Regions from separate parts of the Mus musculus genome. Here region 2 is linked to region 1. A link is a contact called in public promoter capture Hi-C data. All regions are on one chromosome and are shown on one strand. The core of a region is the stretch at or near the end of the contact, and the rest is flanking DNA. Distances in the headings are between cores, read along the strand shown. Region 1 holds the start of Tlr7 (toll-like receptor 7). Region 2 holds the start of Hccs (holocytochrome c synthetase).

Region 1 (3,959 bases), core at 473-2,972:
TGCTGCTAATGAATACCGTTTGATTGAGTCTAGCGTGGGTGAAAAAAAATCATTTCAGAAGAAGCTTTGTCTGATTTTGGTCTACCTAATGACCATGTGCAAAGGTTTTGAACGATGTATGGAGCTTCACTGTGTCTCTGTAAGATGACCAAGGAGAGAGCATAGTGCTCATGCATGGTCAGACCCGGCTTGCCTGAACTTCAGCCAGGCTTCTGTGAGCCCTAGACCTTGGAATGGGGGCTTTATGCCTTCTTTGTTCTGCCCAGCTCAAGCAGTGATCTTGCTAAGTCCTTTTATCAAAAACCCTTCCTTGGCTTATGACCACACCCCACCCCTAACCTCCCTACATCTTCCATGCCCCAGCCCTTCACTGGATCTGAGCATTCTGACTCTCCTCTTCCTCCAGGAAATGCTGCGGCATCCTGGCCAGCCTCCAACAAGAATTCTGTCAGACTAAATTAGCTAGAACCCCATCCCCCCACCACACACACCATATGCCTGAAATTTCCTCTTAGTACTTTTCCATCTACTGACTGCTGCCCACCCTTTGCTTTAAATCCCATGTGTTCTGATTGTGTTAGGAATTGAGTCTAAGTGCATCCTGAGGCCTCTACCCTGGACATGCTCATCCCTGAAACCCCATTTCATCTAATTGCAAACTCTGAGCATCTTTGACAGCAGTAGAGCAGGGGGCGTCCCCCAAATCCCTGTTCTTCATGTCTCCTGAATCCATTCTTTCTGTACAGTCATTCAGATAGCAACATATGGTAGGAAACACATTAAGTCACTTTAGGGGCCTGCATGACTTTAAAGATCAAACTGGAGAATTTTTTTTTAAAAAATTAAAATTCTCAATTCAAACATCTACTCTTGCTCACTACAGTATGTACTGAGCATGTAAGAAGTTGGACAGAGCAAACAATGACTAATCCCAAATTATGAAATACTACATTGATTCATTTTGATTATGAAACATCACAAAGCAGTTTCTCCTAGGAAACAACACTCTGGGCATGGAACCCAGGGACTACGGGCAAGTGTTGTACTGCTGAGCTACATCTTCATCCCTGAACAATTCCTAAATACTTTTCTTGCCAGTTCTTAGCACAAAGATGAGCAATGACAAAATCAGGCTCCATAAACTGTTCTTACCATTTTCAGTTTTCTTTCAAAATGGAATCAAGAGGTCTGGTGGAGGAGAAGAGAGTCAGAGATAGGCCAGGATCATCCTGAGAAGGGAGCCAAGGACATCTGCAGTGAGAAACAGAGACATCCAATGTGACACTTGAAAGGCAGCAAAGACACACTGGCAACACTGTTTTATAAATGTGCTGTTGAGAATACATATAGTATTCATTTCATTAAAGTTAGATACAAGAAAGTCAGACTCCAGGAAACTGTTTCCAATCTGACTGAAAATCTGTCTTGGACGAATTGACATTTTAGACTACAACATTATTTTCATTACATTCTAAAACATTTTTTGGCTTACGGTTTGGATTCCTTCTCTTCTCACCCCCATTCCCTTGTAACAGCACGTACATCTACTTACTGAAATTATCGAAATGTGTCCCAGTGTTTAAAATACCTTTCTTGAAGGCATAGAGTGGTTCTATAGATGGAGTCCTCTGAGACAGAGAGAAGGCAACAGAAAACCGAGACTCGCAGAGCCTTTGAGCTGCGTGCTTTGGGCTTTCCAAATACAAAATTGAGGCTGGGTAGTGGGAGGAGGGCAGGAAGGAGCATGACTACTTAACTTACACCACACGGGGGTTGCAGAAACACCCGGCTCCTCTTTTTTTTTTTTTTTTTTTTTTAATCACTAGAGTTGAGGCAACATTTCTAAATCCAAACAACCTGATAAAGCAACCTGTCCTTTTGTTTAAAAGCAGGGATTTATAACTTTGCCACTAGTGTGTGTGTGTGTGTGTGTGTGTGTGTGTGTGTGTGTGTGTGTGTGTGTGCGTGTTATCTGTGAAGGTACATGTGTGTGAAGAGTGTAGAGGAGGATTTCAAGTACACACCCTGTCACTCTCTACTGTACCCTTTTTAGACAGAGTCTCTTACGGAATCTGAAGCTAGACTGGGGTCAACTAAACCTAGAAATCCTTCTATCTCTACCCTGCATAGTACTGAGGTTAGAGACATTCTGCCATCATCATCACATTACTAGGGTCCTGGGGATTCAAACTTTAGACTTGTGCTGCAAGTGCTCTTCTCCACTGAGCCTCTCGCCAGCTCACTATTGACAATCTTGACATTTTGACATTTTGTTATATTGTAGGATGTTTGGCAGCATTCGTGCCCTATCTCTCTAGAAATCAACAGCACTGCCTTCTTCTACTTCTGATAACTACAGACTCGAGAGTATGCCAGGAGGGGGCTGTGTGGTTTAGGTTGAGAGACACTGCTTTATAAATATCTTCGAAATGAGTCAAGATTTATCTTGCATTGTTTTTGGTCCAGTTTGAAGGGACACTGATTTTTGAGTGGTATTAAAGCTACCAGTTGGGTCCCTCACTTTAGTTTCCAAAAATCAGCAATACTTCCATTCTGGAGAATATAAAGAATTATTTGCTTCTCAGAGTGTCCCTAAGAGAAGTATTCCCTCCTGTACTGATAATAGAAGCCTTTTGTGGACAAGCTTAAATTATTGTAGCTTTGTTTAAAGTTATTAATATACCTATAATTTAACCAAGAAAGAAGATGCAGATATTAGCATCCAGAGAACACTTAATAATAACCAGAGTTAACATGCTGGCCTGCATTAGTATCCCTAGTTAGCTGAGAAAATAGCAACTACAGGTAGACCACATTTGCCAAGGGCTTGTTATGTTAAAACACGCATCTGTATTTATGTTATTAAATACTGAAAATCAAACATTTTTAGATGTATTTATTTTCCTTTATGTGTATTATTGTTTCGCATAAAGGCATGATGTTTGTATATGCTGTGTGTGTCTGGTGCCTGAGGAGGTCAGAAGAGGGCATTGGAGTCCTTGGAACTGGAGTTGTCCTCCGTGGTGGTAAGGAGGAGCCAAATTGTATTGTTCAATTATAGGAACCAGAAGTCAATATTGTGAGACTGAGAGTTTAACACAAATCCTGATTTCTAGTATGGCAACTACTTTCTTCTTCATTTGCTGTAGCATGCCAGTAGCACCAGAAATAAACTTACCACTGAAACAAGCCAGATGGTACCCTCTGCTTCTGCCTTTCATGAGCAATGATGAAAATTAATGTTTTTTCCCCTTTTTTTTAATTAGGTATTTTCTTCATTTACATTTCCACTGCTATCCCAAAAGTCCCCCATGTCCCCCCTCCCCACTCTCCTCTCCCCCCCCCCACTCCCACTTCTTGACCCTGGTGTTCCCCTGTACTTAGGCATATAAAGTTTGCAAAACCAATGGGCCTCTCTTTCCACTGATGGCCGACTAGGCCATCTTCTGATACATATGCAGCTAGAGACACGAGCTCCGGGGGGTACTGGTTAGTTCATATTGTTGTTCCACCTATAGGGTTGCAGATCCCTTTAGCTCCTTGGGTACTTTCTCTAGCTCCTCCATTGGGGGCCCTGTGATCCATCAAATAGCTGACTGTGAGCATCCACTTTTGTGTTTGCTAGGCCCAAGAATAGTCTCACAAGAGACAGCTATATCACGGGTTTTTTTCAGCAAAATCTTGCTAGTGTATGCAATGCTTTTTAAGGGAATTAACATTTTCTTTTGGTGAGTATGGCCCCTAACAAGGGAAAACTGGGGCCATATAAAAAAATTAACAGCCTTCTCACATAGAAAGAACAACTGATCTGAACTGGTTCTGGAAGGGGGGGAGGCCATTAAAGCAGGAGAATCTAAAGTGTGTGTGTGTGGGGGGGGGCGGGGAAGAAATGACAGGAAAAGCATGCAAGGAATGTGGGTGGTGTGACAGATAAGGGAGGTTGGAGCCTGAGCTATACA
Region 2 (3,959 bases), core at 801-3,300, 2.0 Mb after region 1:
CCATGGGATCTGTCCTTGTCCAAGGTCACAGAATTTTCACCAACTTTGCCACTTACTAGCTACATGACTTGAAGTACATAAATTACTCTGAGCTTTAGTTTCTTTCCTTGGCTATAAAACAGTCACACTGGTTTATAGACATGATAATGTAAACTCTCCTGGGCAAAGAATTTTTGTCTACTATATCTACTTCTCTCTCAGTGAAGAAACAAAACCCAGCAATGCTTGTCACAGGATAAGTGCTGACCTCTTGGAGAAAGTTGGCTCGAGGAGAGAAAGAGGAATGGTGACACTGGAAGCATGAGGACCCAACAACATGCACATTCAGTAAGCATACAACACTGTCCCGGTCTCAACTGTCTACAGCAGACATGCACTCATTAAAGAACTGTTTTGTTTCCAGCCTAGCACTGACATAATGCTCTATAAATTCACTTGGTGAAGGCTGATTTTGACCTAGATGAAGACCTTAACAGATATGGGAGTAGTGTATTTCAAACAGCTACACCGAGGTTTATTCAGCTCTGGCACCCTTACTATTTATGGACCAAAGACTCCATGTCTGAGGCTGTATGATGTCTATTTAGCACTATCTAATACCACCCCAGTCTATGTCAGCAGAACCATTTCCTCTCAGTTGTGAGAACCAAAATATGTATTCAATGATGGCTCTTTACATGCATAGCTGAAAGCCACTGATGTAGGCACTGGTAAACTTTGGAAAGACAAGGCTGATTTAAGGAAAAATTGCATAGATGACAGACTGTGAGATATAAAAAAAATTGTTTATGATAATATCTAGTGAGCAGCCAAATTGGACCAGCCCCAGAGTGCCTTAGTCCCGCTTTGCAAGCCTCACTACCAAGCTACAACTCTAGAACTGTGGCTCTCAGCCTGTGGGTTGACCCCTCTGGCAACGCACTATCTCCAACAATATTTCCATGACGAGTCAGAACAGAAGCAAACTTACAGTAATGACGTTGAAAGGAAAATAATGTTGTGGTTGAGTCACCACAACGTGCAGAACTGGGTCAAAGGGTCCAGCATTAGGAAGGTTTGAGAACCACCGCTCTAGAATCACTAGCTTTCTTTTAATTTTCGAGACAGGCAAGTTACCTTTCCTTTGCCCTTTATGCATCGGGCATCCTGAAGGTGGTGAAGCTGGCTGACCATCTGAAGCATTCGAGGCGTTTACTGCAGTAGCAGGAGAAGATGCTGAGGCACCCATGGCTGGAATCACAGGGGTCACTCCCAATCTAAAATACCCAGCTGCCAAAGCAAGAAATCAGATTAAAACGTGGAGGCTAAACAGTTGATATCCCCTTGTTATTCTGATCCTGGCTGGCCCTGGCTTTTTTTCACCATCCCTTGGGAGAGTAAGAGGTAGGGCACTGGTTCGGGGGTGGGGGTGGGGGGTGGTGAGGGGACACTTTGAAAACAGTGCCTCCATTGGGAAAATACCTTGAAGCCTATGCCACCATTTGGGGACCCGTGCCAGAGTCTGGAAACTTGTAAGATGCAACCACGTCGTGAAGACGGGTGTAGTCTTGATGGTGGGGTCCAAGGGAAAATACACTGAACTAGCCTCGAACCCGTGTTCCCAGTAGGGCAGGCGCCTCAGGGAAAATAGGAAGGTTAAAAAAAAAAAAGTCACCAAAACGGGAGGCAAGGAGCGGCGAAGGGCAGGAAGCCACCAGTGTTGCCTTCCCGTCTATGCGCGTCCCACCGGCACCGCGGTCTGCACAGTGCACCGGCTCCAGCCGGACCCGGACGCCGTCCTGTCCCCAAGTCACCTCGCCGACTGTCCCGCGCCGCGCGGCCCCGAGCGCGTCAACCTGCCCAGCCGAACTCACTCGGCAGCCGCCGGCTCCAGCCGAACCCGGGCGCCGCCCTGCCCCCAAGTCTCCGCTCCGACTTGTCCCGCGCGGCGCGGCCGCGAGCGCGTCGAACCGCCCAGCCGAAGTCGCTCGGCTGCACCCGCGGTTTTTCCTCACGCGGGGTCACCGCTAACGTCCGGTCACAGCCGGCGTTCTCGGGCGCCGTTACTTCCTGTTCCGAAGGCGGGACTTCCGGGAGCACGAGGCAAGCTCGCGCTGAGGAGAGGAACGGTCGTCAGGTCGGGCGGATCGCTCCCACCCCCTTCCGCTCCGAGGCCTCGAGCCGCCCGAGCCTTCTCTCCGTCTCCGCCCCTACGTGCGGGGCGGTGTGTTTAAGGGCGGGTCGGTCCACCCCTTCTCGCTCCGCGGCCTATAGGCGCCCGAGCCTTCTCTCCGTCTCCGCCCCTACGGGCCAGGCGGTGTTTTTTAACTCCGCCGGCCGGCCGGTAAGCCGCTCAGGGTGAGAAGTTAGGGAACCGCGGGGTGTCGCTTCCGAGGGGTAAGGCACGTCGCTGTGTTTTTCTAAGTCATCTCCTTAGGTTCTTGAAAGGTCAACTTGTATTTTTTCTTTTTTGGTTTTTCGAGACAGGGTTTCTCTGTGTAGCCCTGGCTGTCCTGGAACTCACTGTGTAGACCAGGCTGGCCTCGAACTCAGAAATCCGCCTGCCTCTGCCTCTGCCTCCTGAAGGCTGGGATTAAAGGCGTGCGCCACCACCGCCCGCTCAACTTGTATTTTTTAATGAACAAGCGATATTTGTGCTTATTTGTGGAATAAAGTGCTATAATTAAGTAGACGCACTTAAACTTCCACCGCCTAGTCCTTTCAAGGACTCTGGCAACCGTTGTGAGTGTACTCCATGGAATTCACAGCCTTCATCTAAGTAGTATATTTCATATTACACAAAGTACGTTTTTATATTACTTGTGTAGGGTAAACCAGCAGATAGGAGATGGTTATTGTATTGGTTAGGTTTTTGTTAACTTGAATGGAGTCACTGTCTTCATCAGACGGCCCAGTGGGCAAGCCTATGGGGACATTTTCTCCATATCTGTATCCGGTACCACCGATGGGCTAGCTTATATTAAGAAAGCAAAGTGAGCCATGGGACCAAGCAAGCCAGTATGTGGTGTACCTCCATGGCCTCCATGGCTTTTGATTCCTTGGTGGCTTCAGGTTCCTGCTTTGAGTTCTGTGGGACCCCATGAAAATGGCCCCCTTTCATATTAATGTGACCATTGTTTAGGTCTTCTTTATGAAGACATTTCTAGGAGCGTTGGTCCACAGCAGACTTCCTGGTACTCTGGATCTTAAAGTGTTATGCCCCCTCTTCAGTGATAGTCTGGTTTTTTGCTAGTCTTTGGTTCTTGTGGGGAGCATTGTCGGTCCAAGTGGTACAACTTCTTCTAAGGCAGTGGTTCTAACCTCTCAAAGCTCCAACCCTTTAATACAGATCTTCATGTTCTGATGATCCTCGCAAGTATAAAATTATTGTTACCACTACATAACTATAATTTTGTTACTGTTATGAATAATAATGTAAATATCTGATTTACAGATCGTGAGCCATAGGTTGGGAATACATAAATCTAGTCTGTTAATTCTGTTTTGATGTTTCTGCGTCTATGATTTCACAGGTAACAACGTAATTGCATAATATATATTATCTATTTGTGTTAAAACATTTTAAAATTTGTGTTATACATTTTTTTTAAATTTTCCTATGTGTTCTACAATTCTTCTCTCGTTCAACATGTTCATGTTGTCTCCACTTTTAAAATATTTAATTCTTTTCCCCGGCCCTTTGGCCCTTTCTAAATTCTATATCCTTCCTCAAAATTCTTTATTGTGTCACAATTATCCATTCTATCCCACAATTATTGCTTCTCTTACACTCTGCCTTCTCTCATAGAGATCCTCATAACCATTTCCGGTTATCTCCCACAGTTCTCACTTTTTAATATAATTGATTAGAAGAATCATACCTTTCTTGTTCCTGAGATTCTAAGGTTTTCCAAGATCGGAGGCAGTAGGAGGTCTCTCTCTCTCAGGATCACGGCCAGAGAACAGAGAATTGGTATGCC

What was found. Promoter capture Hi-C pulls out the DNA fragments that hold promoters and counts their contacts.
Region 2: a contact with region 1 is called in a promoter capture Hi-C map of hippocampal neurons, with 5 times the contacts expected there. The contact joins the promoter of Hccs here to the promoter of Tlr7 in region 1. A contact is called at or near these places in 2 of 39 promoter capture datasets (embryonic stem cells and hippocampal neurons).

Annotation. Positions count from the first base shown.
Region 1 is chrX:167,328,849-167,332,807 of GRCm38.p6, forward strand. Tlr7 (toll-like receptor 7) reads right to left here and starts at 1,723. Exons shown (of 3, transcript NM_133211.4): 1 at 1,589-1,723; 2 at 1,153-1,251. The coding sequence starts at 1,155.
Region 2 is chrX:169,318,322-169,322,280 of GRCm38.p6, forward strand. It overlaps Hccs (holocytochrome c synthetase), which reads right to left and starts at 2,051. Exons shown (of 7, transcript NM_001331049.1): 1 at 1,655-2,051; 2 at 1,117-1,269. The coding sequence starts at 1,228. It overlaps Gm15246 (predicted gene 15246), which reads left to right and starts at 2,074. Exons shown (of 6, transcript NM_001361166.1): 1 at 2,074-2,376.